2 separate regions of the Mus musculus genome follow, and region 1 is linked to region 2. The links are chromatin contacts, called in public HiChIP or PLAC-seq maps. All regions are on one chromosome and are shown on one strand. Each heading gives the region's core, a stretch centred on a gene start, on an enhancer-like site or on the middle of the called end of the contact. The rest is flanking DNA. Distances are from core to core; before and after follow the strand shown. Region 1 holds the start of AI506816 (expressed sequence AI506816). Region 2 overlaps Kmt2e (lysine (K)-specific methyltransferase 2E).

The links. HiChIP or PLAC-seq counts read pairs in DNA pulled down with a chosen protein or histone mark.
Region 1: a contact with region 2 is called in an H3K27ac HiChIP or PLAC-seq map of the NIH/3T3 cell line, with 2.8 times the contacts expected there. The contact joins the promoter of AI506816 here to the enhancer-like site in region 2. A contact is called at or near these places in 1 of 39 promoter capture datasets (cranial neural crest) and 6 of 115 datasets of contacts at active chromatin or transcription factors (the 230-238 cell line, the NIH/3T3 cell line, the SCID.adh cell line and 2 more).

What each region holds. Positions count from the first base shown.
Region 1 is chr5:23,710,874-23,716,942 of GRCm38.p6, forward strand. It overlaps AI506816 (expressed sequence AI506816), which reads right to left and starts at 1,794. Exons shown (of 5, transcript NR_015554.2): 1 at 1,769-1,794; 2 at 243-277. It overlaps Gm50451 (a small nucleolar RNA gene), which reads right to left and starts at 188; the gene lies at 118-188.
Region 2 is chr5:23,457,939-23,464,817 of GRCm38.p6, forward strand. Kmt2e (lysine (K)-specific methyltransferase 2E) reads left to right here. Exons shown (of 26, transcript NM_026984.2): 3 at 5,078-5,192; 4 at 6,765-6,879. Among named protein-coding and RNA genes, the nearest start is that of Kmt2e, 27 kb to the left of the region's middle. Within about 2 kb of position 3,958, at least 50 of the 459 cell types and tissues checked have an H3K27ac peak or open chromatin away from gene starts, as enhancers often do. A contact at or near this core is called in the NIH/3T3 cell line and the SCID.adh cell line, where this site is marked.

The DNA.
Region 1 (6,069 bases), core at 544-3,043, 250 kb after region 2:
GTCCCAGAATCAAAGGTAACGGGCTTGGCACTGCTAAGCCCTCTCACTCCATTCTCCAAACCCTCATCTACTTTAAAAAGACATGGGGTGACTGCATTAAATTCCTGCCTGTTCTGTTGGCCTCAGGTAAATCCTTTAACCCATCACAGCAGCGTATCCTGTCAGGTTAGAGTTCTCATCCTTGGCCAAGAACTGTTCCTGGAATTATGCCTGGAAAGCCAAACTTGCCATCTAACACATACCTTGAATTCATGATCATCCTGGACACAGCACTCATCTGCTCAAAAGAAAAAAGAACCAGCACTGTTACAAGCAGCAGCCACAGCTTCCTTCAGAAAGGACCTTCCTGGTGGCTCCTAGCTGCATCTGATGATGGAAGGCCTGCCTCTGACTAGCATTTATTCCTGCACAGAGCTCTGATCTTCATACTGCTGACAGCTGGAGTCCATTTTATTGCCTCTGGGCCATCTTTCCCACTGTTTCCACCCCAGAAGCCAAAAACTCTTAATGTTTAGAGGCAAATAGTACTGCAGGTAATAGCGGTACTCTTCCTTTAAGAAAGTGAAACATTGTCTCTGATTTCAAAACCAGAAGCAGCATCAGATGTGTCTCCTGAGCCTGAATGAGGAAGGGAAAAATAATTCCTCACCTTAGAAGCTGGCTCATGCTGCCCTTCACTCTCGAAGGGGCTCAGCAGAACCCTAACCTCTAACGGAAAGAAAACTACCTCGCAGGGAACTTGTTTACAAGAGCCCACAAGCCTATTCTTCCTCTAAAATGCCCTTTACCAGGTACAGTGGCTTATGTCCATAAATGCCAATACTTAGGGTCCTAGAGCACAAATATTCTCTGGGCCAGCATGACAATCTGTCTCAATAATCAAATAATCTTTTAAAAAGATTTATTTCTTCTATATGAGTGCACTGTTGCTATCTCCAGACAACACCAGAAGAGGGCATCAGATCTCATTACAGATGGTTGTGAGCCACCATGTGGTTGCTGAGAATTTAACTCGGGAACTCTAGAAGAGCTGTCAGTACTCTGAGTCATCTCTCCAACCCTGATATTTACGTTTAATTGGTGTCTCAACCAGCCACCTCTTAAACAGGGAGGACTCCAGGGTGCTCGCTGAACACCTATACCCGGTCTTAGGAATTCCAATTCACGATTCCTAAATCATGGTTTAGAGGTTGCCTTGCTTAAGTGCTAATCCAGTCGCTCAGATTTCTCCCAGGACCCAAAACCCAGACAGGCTGGGTCTGTGTCAGCAGTAGGGTAATCCAGGTCCTTTAGGCAGAGGTCCCTGCTGGACTCGCTTGCAGGTATCCGCCTGAATATACCCTCAAACCTTAAAACAAACGAGCACAAAACAAAAAGCCCAGCCTCTGTGCCAAGCGGCATTTAAAGGACACGTGCGGCGGCGAGGACGCGCTTGAGTGGGCGAAATTACCCCTGTCCTTGCTGACACTGGGATTATCCTGCCTCCTGTTACTTTCCGAGCTCTGATCTCATTCGCTTCCTAAATAGGCGATGTCCCTGTCATCCGAGTCTTGGGCGGGCGGGAAGCCCCGAGTGTGCCCAGGACCCGGGCCGTCCGGACGCCGCGCCTCCACCTGGGAGGGGACAAATCCGGGCAGCGCAAGGCCGATCTCCTGTCCCACACAGAAGGGACGCGTATGGGCAGGGACCCGCGCCACGGGCGAGCGCCGTGAAAATCTCCGAGGCCACGTGGCGTGGTCCTGGGACTCGCAATGGTGAGAGTACTTACCAGGAGCGCGCCGCGGCGGAAGAGCAGGGCGCCAGGGCGGGACCGAGTTTAAAACCGACCGGACATTGAGCACCGGGGCTCAGCCAACCAGAGTGGCCCAGCGCCCCTCCTGCCCGCCCCTTCCCCCGTTCCCGCCTGACTCCAGCGCCGGCCCTAGCGTGTCCCCTGGCGGCACCAGAGCCTCCCAGCCTGCCCCTACCCCAGGGCAGCGGTACCACTCACTGGCCTGACTGTGGAATATGTCACCTCTCTGAAGGTTAGAGGAGCATCTTGGAGCCACATCACTTGGGGATTTCTTTTTCTTCTCCCCGTGCTTCTCAGTCATATATTGAATTTGGTACTTTTAATTGACCCACATCCTTTTGTGCTTATTTTTATTTGAAGACCCATATGTAACGAAATTTCCTCCTCTTAAGAAAACTGAGACATCATGGAGAGTGGAGTGGACTCTCTTAAGAGGGGCTGGTACAAGGAGAGGACCCCATGCCTAAAAATCCCACTACTGGCTGTGCATTTTCACCCAGGAGGCACCTGTGCCTGTCAGAATCAGGCTGGGATATTTTGGGGTTTGTCTTGTTTTTTTGTTTGTTTGGTTTTGGTTTGTTTTATCCCTCCCCCCCCCCCCATAGTGTTTCTCCATGAAGCCCTGGCTGTCCTAGCACTCCCTCTTTGACCAGGCTGGGCTCGAACTCTCAGATCCACTTGCCTCTGCCTCCCCAGTGCTGGGGTTAAAGGCATGAGCCACCACCCTGTAAGGTGGACCCTCTTTACTAAAAGCAACTGTCCTTCTAACAAAGGAAGACATAAACCGATAATGAGTGACAAAGGAGAAGGGAGAGAAGCGACTACATGGCCAGGAGTGCCCAGGATTGTGACCACTGTGTGGGAAGACACAGGAAAGATCCCTTCAGTGGTGTTCAGAAGCAGTTGGTTCAGCTGATACCTTGATTTTGGACTTCTGGCTGCCAGCGCTGATCTGGCGATTCCGTGGAAGCCATTAAGGGCTTTGTTAAGGCAGCCCAGGAACCTAGCATAATGACTGACAAGAAGGGATTGAGTCCTCCCAGTGGTTAAGGCTAGCATCTCCTAAGGACTTGCACACAGTAGCTCAGTAGCTGTCGAATTACTCAGGTGGTGAGGGATGTCATGGTGAACATCTTAGTCATGATGCCTGAGTTTAGGGACTTTTTTGCTAGACATTTATAAACTCATGAGGCAAACCAATGTTCCCATCACCCGAAGAGTTTACATTCTCTTCTAAAGCAGGAGTTCTCCAGAGAGAGAACAAAGGGGAGGAGTTAAGAGTGGGAGGCAGGAAATCACACAATCCCATGCCTTCCTCTAGGGTGGTCTACAAGCCAAAGAAACATTGTGGGGCCACACCCAGGATCCTCTGCCCTAATTTGTTTTTTTAAAAAGATTTCTTTATTTATTTTATGTAAGTACACTGTAGCTGTCTTCAGACACCAGAAGAGGGCGTCAAATCTCATTCCAGATGGTTGTGAGCCACCATGTGGTTGCTGGGGTTTGAACTCAGGACCTACAGAAGAGGAGTCAGTGCTCTTAACCACTGAACCATCTGTCCAGCCCTCTGCCCTACTTTTACAAATATTTTCTTTTACCCACAATTTGTCCCTGGAATTTTGAAATTTAAGGTGTTCTACTAAATGGAGTTGAGACCATTTGAGTTAGAAGGATAGAATTTGTGTTTTGTGCTGAATACTATGACTAGTGTTGGAGGTGTGTGGGGGTCATTTTTCCATTGTTGTATGAAAACCACCATGGCCAAGATACCTTACAGAAGAGCTTGTGTGGACTTAGTCCCTGAATCCATGTTGGCAGAGTTAAGGCATGGCAGGAGGAACAGGAAGCTGAGAGCTCACACCTTGAGCTGGAAGCACAAAGTAGAGAGAGATTTAGGAATCACAAAGTCTTTAGACTCTTAAAACCCATCTCTAGAGCCAACTTCCTCCAAGGCCTCCCAAATAGTGCCACTGTGTGGGTACCAAGCATTCCAGTGCCTGAGACTATGAGAGACATCCCTCAGTCAAGCCCAAACCCAGTGTTTCCCCATGGAAGCAAGCTGGACCTGAGGCTGTCCAAAGCAGAGTTGTCCTAAGGGGCCAGTGAGCACCTGAGAAGAATTTCCTTCTTTAGTGAGAGCCAAAAATTCTGCCCAGAGTCTGGAGTAGATTTGAATAAAGGTAGATGTCACTGTGTTCTGGATGCCTGTGACCCAGGGCAGTCTGAAGACCAAGGCCAACCTGGTTGGATAGCAAGATCTTGCTCACCTCACAGAAGAAGAAATGGCACCAAGGAATAATACTCTGTCATGTATATGCATAGCAGTGATTCTCAACCTTCCTAATGCTGACCCTTTAATACAGTTCCTCATGTTGTGGTGACCCCCCAACCATAAAATTATTTTCCAGCTAAATTTCACCTGTGCTAGTGCTATGAATGGTAACGTAGATGTCTGATACACAGTAACTGAGCATTCATGCCCTAGAACCCAGCAATTTTTGTTGCTGAGTGAACTATGTGTACTGCAGGAATTCCAGGGCATTAGCAGTGTTCCGCGCTGTTAGGATTAGGGACGGTCTATCCCCAGCTCCACACTCTGCTAGATCACGTTCTGGGCTCCGGCTGAGGATTTCCTCATCGCCTTCCAGAGAAGAATTCAGTAAGATTCTGCATTGATGTAAAATTGTTGATGAGGATCTAAGATAGTCCACAACCCTTCATTCTCTCTCTGTCTCTCACTGGGAACCCAGGGAAGGCTGCCTTTCATGGGGGAGGAAGAAGCAGGATAAGAGAACAGAGTGAGAACAGAAAGCAAAAGCAGGCATTATTTATTTTTAAGTGGTCACCCCAGTTGGGTGCATTTCTAATTAGGGTTATTAGTTTGCTATGTACAGGTCTCTCCCAGGACAGCTTGCCTGTTCTCAGCAGCTAGGCTTGTTTGTGAGCCAAGAGAATGCCTGCCCTGGAGCTGGACTCACAGACAGCTGTGAGCCTCCTGAGTTGAATGCTGGGAACTAAATTCAGGTCCTCTACAAGAACAGAACACTGTTTAAGCGGCAAACCATCTCTCTAGCCATGTAAAAACAAACGTAAGCCAACCAAACAGACCAAAACATCCGCCATTAAATTCCTGCTACATCCTGCCTCAAGTAAGCCACCTTTTATTTCTCCTTATAGCAACAGCCCTCAAAAGAGTTGCCTACTCTTTGTGTGCTCTTGGTATGTTAAGCGTCACAAGCCACTGAGGAACTGAAAAGTAAGACACCACCATCGTACCACTTACACACTTATCAAAACGCCTGCACCCCAGACCCCACTCATCCATTGCGTGTGGGAACGCAAGTGGAGAATCCAGAAGACAGTGGTGTAAGAAGGAACCAACTGAAGCCATTTGGAACAGGCCTTAACTCAAAGTTTAAGTTCCCAAGACCTCCCTGGGTAACTGACTTCCTGCTTGGTGAGTAGAAACATGGATGCTAGGTGAGTGCACTTCAACATGAACGCTGCAGTTGAGTCCTGCAGGAACAGAGTAAGTGCACCACAAAGATGTGCTCTTAAGGAAGTCCCCTACCCCTAAGTCCTGATTGGTGGGATAACTTAGCACAGCCATTTATGGATTTCAAGCTTAAAAGCCCCATACCATTCTGGCTTGGGGTTGCAGTTCAGTTCCTGAGTCTCTTCTATGGCCCTGATTGATCAGCAGCAACCCGAGTGCAATACATCTTTGTCATCTGCTTAAATACTTACTAAGATGTTCGAAGACTCAGTCAGACAGAGTCTGTGCTGCTGTTCCTGACTGGTCGATTTTTGCTGCCTAATTCAAATAAAGATCTTGCTTTGGGGGGACTCTTGTACCTGCTTGGGTTGTTTTGGATTTTTAGACCCCAACACAGGAACATATCTGTAGGCACCTTAAATAATTTCTCTATTTGTTTCTCAGTATGTGTATGTGAGTGTCTTTGTGTTTGTGCTCGTGTTGCCCATGCACGTGGAGGTCAGAGGTTGGTGTTTCTTTCCCTCAATTATTCTCCACCTTATTTTTTGAGACAAGTTCTATCAGCTAGAGTCTTCACCAGCAAGTCCCTGTGGGCCTTCCAGTCCTCCCCGCCCTGCAGAGGTCTCTGCAGCCTGCATGGGCAGCAGAGAGAAGAGCCTTGGGAGGTGAGGATACAAGGCAGGTCAGCTCCACAGGACTAGGTGGCCAGCGCTGACAAAACTTTGGCAGTCAGACTGCAGTTGTTTATTTTAGGTATATATATATTTTTTTTCGAGACAGA
Region 2 (6,879 bases), core at 2,708-5,207:
GGCCTCACTTAGGCGGAGCATGTCATTTGTCACTGATTATCAACCCCAGCCCTGTATGGCCTGGTCATGTGGCAGAATTCTCTACCTTTCTCTTTATTTTCTATTATCATAAAAATAAGTGTATTTTTTTAAATCTGCCTTTAGGTGTACAGTTTCAAGTATCATTAAGTGCATACAGGCTATCAAGGAGCTGTCACCAATTTCTAAATGTTTTCCTCACTCTAAACAAAAACTTTATTAAATAATAATTTATTCCTAGCACTTTGCACATTGTATTTGGTTTCTGTCTCTGCCTATTCTAAGTCCCTCTTATATGGGGAATCGTAAAATGTTTATAGTTTTGTGCCTGGCTTATTTTACTAGTGTGAATTTTAAAAACCACGTGTGCACGGTTATGTACTCAGGAGTGCAGCTGCCCTGCAGAAGACAGAGGAGGGCATCAGGTCCCTCTTGAACCAGAGTTACTGGTGCTTTTAAGCCAACTGATGTGGGTGTTGGGAACCAAACTCTATTCTCCTGGAAGTACACACTCTTCCCCTCACCCCCACCCCCACCCCTTTAAGCTGGATAAATTGAATACTTTAAAAAAATCCTTTTTAATTTTTTGAGATTATAAAATAAATCATTTGCCCTTTCCATTTCCTCTCTCTATGCCCTCCCACACACCCCTTTCTCTTGCTCTCTTGAATTTATGGCCTCTTTTTGTTAATAGTTCTTTGTGTGTGTGTTAAGTATTGAATAACCAATTGATGTGCTCTTCCTTAGGGAAGACTATTTCAGCTGCTCTCAGCATTCCTTAGTTGCCTGTAGTTGTTTGTGTGGGGTTGAAGCCCTTTGGTCTTTCCTCTATCAGCTTTGGCATGTTGTTGTCTCATTCAGCTCATGTTTAAGTATTAATCTTGGTGAGACTTCATGGGTGTAGGTTCTGATAATTACTTGGAAATGCTGTCTTAGCAAACTGTGACCCTCTGGCTCTTACAGTCTTTCCTAATACTCTCTCTTGGTGTCCCCAGCCTTACCTGGGGGAGGTTTTGTAGATGTGTCCATTGCAACTGGGCTCCACAGCTGTGCATGTGATTGCTTGTGTTTTTCTGTAATGATCTCTGTTTCTGGGAAGTTTCTTTGATGGGGGTGAAGGGTGGTGTGAGGACAAATATTTAGAATGTAGTTAGGGATTATACTGGATTAGTAAAGTGGTGGTTATACGTTCCTCTCCAAGATCTATGACTTTACTAGCCCTGTTTGTTTAAATAATTTTTTTAGTACATTTGCTTATTTGTTGTTTGCTTATGTATGTGTCTGGACTCCAATGCCACCATGCATCTGTAGAGGTCAGAGGACAGCTCTCAGGAATCTGTTCCTTATTCTACTTGTGGAATTGTATCATGTTGTGAATCGTGACAAGTTTCTGTTCACGGAGCTATCTCACTAATCCTAATGCAATTTATTGATGACACATTATGCCTATGTATTATCTAGGCATTTATGTAGGCATGTAAATTAGCTATATAAAACAGTAGCTACTATAGACACAAAATATTTTTTGTTATTTTCTTAGCCCTGCTGTTAAGAAAGCTTTGTAATGTTTTAGGAGATTTTAGAAGGAAATGATTATAGCAGCTTGTTACTATTAGTTTTTACTCAACTATTATTCATATGCAAGTTTAGTAAGCCTTCTTAGATTTAATAATTTTCTGATTGAACATTGAAAAGATTTCTAGTTTCATGAATGAATATTGATATAACAGACATGTTAAATCAGTGGTCTATGTAAGGAAGTGTTCTATCCTAAGGAAGTTGCTTCCTTTGGATAAATCCCTCAAACTGGTGCTACTGAGTCGAATGATGTTTGTTAAACTTGGAAATCCCCTTGCCTTAGCCTCACGAGTACTGATCTTTCTATTTTAATTAAATGCTGTATTATAGTTAAGGACAATCATTAAAAATGTCAACCAGGAGTAAAAAAGCACTTTCTGTTTAAGCCCAATGGCCTGAGTCCTATCCTCTGATCCCCAGAGGAAGAAGAGAATAAAAGTCTGCTCCCCATATGTGTGGTGACACTTGTACAACCTGTATAGCACACATACATATCACACACGCAACAGTAGTAAACATTTTAAAGTAATAAATGTCATTCAATATTTTTTTTTTTAAAGATTTATTTATTCATTATACGTAAGTACACTGTAGCTGTCTTCAGACACTCCAGAAGAGGGCGTCAGATCCTGTTACGGATGGTTGTGAGCCACCATGTGGTTGCTGGGATTTGAACTCCTGACCTTTGGAAGAGCAGTCGGGTGCTCTTACCCACTGAGCCATCTCACCAGCCCGTCATTCAATATTTTTATAACATGTTTCCTTGTTTTAAAAATTGCTTTCGGCCAGGCGGTGGTGGCGCACGCCTTTAGTCCCAGCACTCAGGAGGCACAGGCAGGCGGATTTCTGAGTTCAAGGCCAGCCTGGTCTACAGAGTGAGTTCCAGGACAGCCAGGGCTACACAGAGAAACCCTGTCTCAGAAACCAAAAAAAAAAAAAAATTGCTTTCAGTGCACCCTCAAGATGACATGTATGTAACAGTGCTCGCACCAAGCATGATGGCCTTAGTTGGCTTCTTAGAATCCACATGATGGAAGGAGAGAGCTGACTCTCAAAAGGTGCTCTGTGATCTGTGTGGGTACCATGTTACCAAATGTACACACAAGCACACATTAAATAAATACATTTAAAGTTATTTTAAAAACTACTTGTAAGTACAAAAATTCAACACAGAGATGTTCTTAAAACCTTCTGCTTTCTTACATGGCCTTTCTTTCTCGTCACTATTGCAGCCATGTTTGCATCGTGATACTCTGAAAAGTATTTTGCTCTTTCACATACTTGAACTCATCTACGTTTACCTGAAAACTTGATTTCATTTCATTAGCTACTCCACATTACCAGTTTTACCCACATTCTTCAGGAACAGTGTAATTAGATTATACACTTAAGAGTGAGTCTTCTACTTTTGCCACACTTCCTTCGCATAGCTTTAATGATGGTATTATAGATCATTGCTGTAATTCAACTTTTTTTTCCAAGTTAGGCAGGCATGGTGGTGTATGCCTGTAATCTCAGTATTTAGGAAGTGGAGGCAGGAGGATTAGGAGTTCAAGGCTAGGGTTAGCTACATAGTGATTTCTAGCTTGCACTACATGGGATTATTACCCACCCTCACAAAAGGAGGCCAGCATGGTAGGTCACTCTGTCATCTTTTTTTTTTTTTCCTGTTTTTTTTTTTTTTTTTTTTTTTTTCCTGAGACAGGGTTTCTCTGTGTAGCTCTGGCTGTCCTGGAACTCACTTTGTAGACCAGGCTGGCCTCAAACTCAAAACTCCGCCTTCCTCTGCCTCCTGAGTGCTGGGATTAAAGGCGTGCGCCTCCACACCCGGCCACTCCTGTCATTTTAACAGTCAGAAACCTGAGGCAAGAGGCTCAGTGGTTAAGAGCACTGGGTTCTTCCAGAGGACCTGGGTTCAAGTCCCAATATCCACATGGTAGCTCAAAACTCTCAGTAACTCCAGTTCCAGGCAATCTGTCCAACACCCTCACACCGACCTACATAAAATAAAAATAAATCATTGAAAAGAAACCTGAGGCAAATAAGTAATCATTATAAGAGTAAGGTATATATGTAAGTAAATATAAGATATTCTTAGTTTTTAAAATGTATAGATGTATTTATAACATAAAACTAGAAAGGGATACATGGAGTAAATGTTGACATGGTAATGGAGGAAGATTTAATGTTTTGCATTTATAAGTACTTTTGTATTTAAATTTCATACATGAACATATTCTAATTTTAAAACTATGAGACAAATTTAACAGATACTAGTTTTCAGACTACCCTGAACCTATTGGAGATTGTAATTTGCAGGATGACTCAGCAATCTCATTTTGTGCTTCTTTCTACTCATTGTGGCACACTGGGTCTTATGACATCATCCATTTGGCACTAACTTGAGCTTATGTGAAGGTCGGCTAAGAAAGTAGCAACTGTGAAAGTTGTTTTTATCCTGCTGGTCTCGGGACCAATTTAGGGAATTAGGAAGTAGGATAAAGATTGAAATAAAGGCAAAGAAACAGATTGTCTTCTAGATTTGAAAAGGAGAGACTTGACCTTGGCTGTTAATTTACCACTACACTGATCAATAGCCATTAGATAAAATTGGGCTGGGATGAGGGGGTGTCGGTATGAATAAAGAAGTTGGGAAAATGGTATAGTTAAATGCAAGGGCAAGGAGCTTTCAAAGCTGCAACAGTTTGGGGGTTGCTACTCTCAGCACTATTAGCAATTGATTCATTACCTACACTTAACTCATGGTAGGCCAGACCTAAACGCTACTCATTACACACAGCTGCTTGTATTTTTCAGGTGTAAATCTGGTTCAATGTAGGTTCCCTTTTCTTTAACTTACTGACATTTTCCAGAGTCTGTTCTACCTCAGCACATTCAACACATATTATTTTGATCATTGAAATGCACACTTAACATTCAAGCCAGAGTCTGTATAGACTCTCTCTTTAGTTAGTCTTACTTAAAACCATTCTGTCATTCTGGCCACCCCTTTGCATGTTTCTTACTGGGTAGATGACATAAAGCTTGGTCTCTAGTAATTTTGAGGTTTTGGGTTTTTGGGGTTTTTGTTTTGTTTTATTTTAGCCATATTTTACTTGTAGCCCATGCTGGTACTGAACTCTTGATTCCCCTACCTCAGCTTCCCACAGTGCTATGATTACAGCCTAGGCACCATCATCCCCAGCACTGGGCACTTTCTAAACGACAGGAAACTGGAATTGAACTTGGCATTAGGATATTTATTTTATTAAGTAAAACTTTGGTTAAGATACAGTCTCCATAGGATGAATGGACTCACAAGCTGTGCACATACTATAAATAGACATTGTATTTGTTTTGACAATATTTTAATATAAGCACCTGATCAATTTTAATAGATTAAGTAATTACATAAATTATTTTAATAGATGAAAACAGAAAAGTGAATGGAATTCTAATTGCTGGAACTTCTTTCCTCTAGACCGGAATCCGTAGAAGCTAGCCCTGTGGTAGTTGAGAAATCCAACAGTTTTCCCCACCAGTTATACACCAGCAGCTCCCACCACTCACACAGCTACATCGGTCTGCCCTATGCGGTAAGTAAGTGTCAAAGGTTTGCTCACACGGGCTTCTGGAGAGCTGCAAGTTAAAAGGAGATGTATGTGGTATTGTGCTTAATACTTAAAAAGCATAGCTGGTTTATATTTTCTGTGTAATTAACTATATAGTTTATACTTTGACCTAACAATGCTATATTACAATACAATTGTTGTATTTATGTTGGTATTTTTTAACCTCAATGAAAAGACTGGATAAGGTTACATTGTATTATGTACTATTAATTCTAAATTATATAGTAATTAGTAAATTATGTAGTTATTTTTTCTAAAGGTTTATTTTTATCTTTTTTTATTTGTTTGTTTGTTTTTGTTTTTTGAGATAAGGTCTTTGTATAGCCCTGGAACTAGCTGTGTAGACCAGGATAACCTCAAACCCAAGAGATCTGTAGATCTTTGCTTCCCCAGTGCTGGGAGAGGCACACACCTGGCTGTTTTTATCATTTTTAATTATGGTGTGTGTCTGCATGTGGTTATGTAGAGTATAAATGCTTAAGGAGGCAATTGGGTTCTTAGTGGCTGGAGTCACAGTGGTTATGTGATTCTGAGAACATAAGTTGAGTCCTCTGGAAGAGCAGCGCGTGCTCCTTCCTAACTGTTGAGATGTCTCTTTGGGTCCAGCTTGTTGTTATATATCTCTTTATGTTGAATATATGCATTTAACATATGTACATATGGATGATATATACATGTATGTGTGTAGGTGTATGTATATATACATATATAGGTATATATGTGTGTGTGTAGCTCATTTAATCCTTAAAACGAACTCTTGTAAGGAACTTTTCATCCCTGTTTTATAGCTGAGAGGATAAAAACTTAATCCCTTAGTTTATTTCAAATTGAGGGTTATCTATATTTTGATTCAAAGAGTTACAGAACTGGTGGATATGTCTGTGATTACTAAGAAAGTACAGTTATGAGAGACTATTTAGATGAGAATAAAAATTACCAGAAATGTAAATCCCCATATATTTTTATTTTACAGTAATTTGTATATATTTTATAGTAATTTTTTGCTACTTAACTACATTTGTCTGGGAGAATTGAGAATGTACTGTGGTTCCTGTGTAGAAGTCAAATGGGTTCTTTCCTTCCATCACATGAGTCCAAGTATTGAACTCAGGTTGCTACGTAGGCTCAATGGCACACACCTTTGCCTGCTGAACCACTCTAGCCCAGTTTTTGCCATTCTTTAGCTTTTCTATTCCTGGGGAATTTGTGGTTTTTTGTTTTTTTTTCCCCTTATTCTCATTACATAGACTTGTGAAACTGTGAACACAGGACTGGTAATGTAGTTTCCGCTGTCTGTGTGTGTGTGTGTGGGGGGGGGGGGTGTCATGTGATGTGAAGGTGACTTTCATCTACTAGACAGTGACATTAACTTATTACCACTGTGATTTAATTATTAGTCTTATGTCATTATTTTTAACAGTATTAAGAAAAAAAATGGACCGATTTTATTTTATTAAGTGTTCAATTTTTATTTAGCTTGCCTAATTTATGTCATTGAAATGTGTATTTTGTGTTGTTTTTTGTTATATTATTTAGGACCATAATTATGGTGCTCGTCCTCCTCCAACACCTCCAGCATCCCCTCCTCCATCAGGTCTCATTAGCAAAAACGAAGTAGGCATATTTACCACTCCTAATTTTGATGAAACTT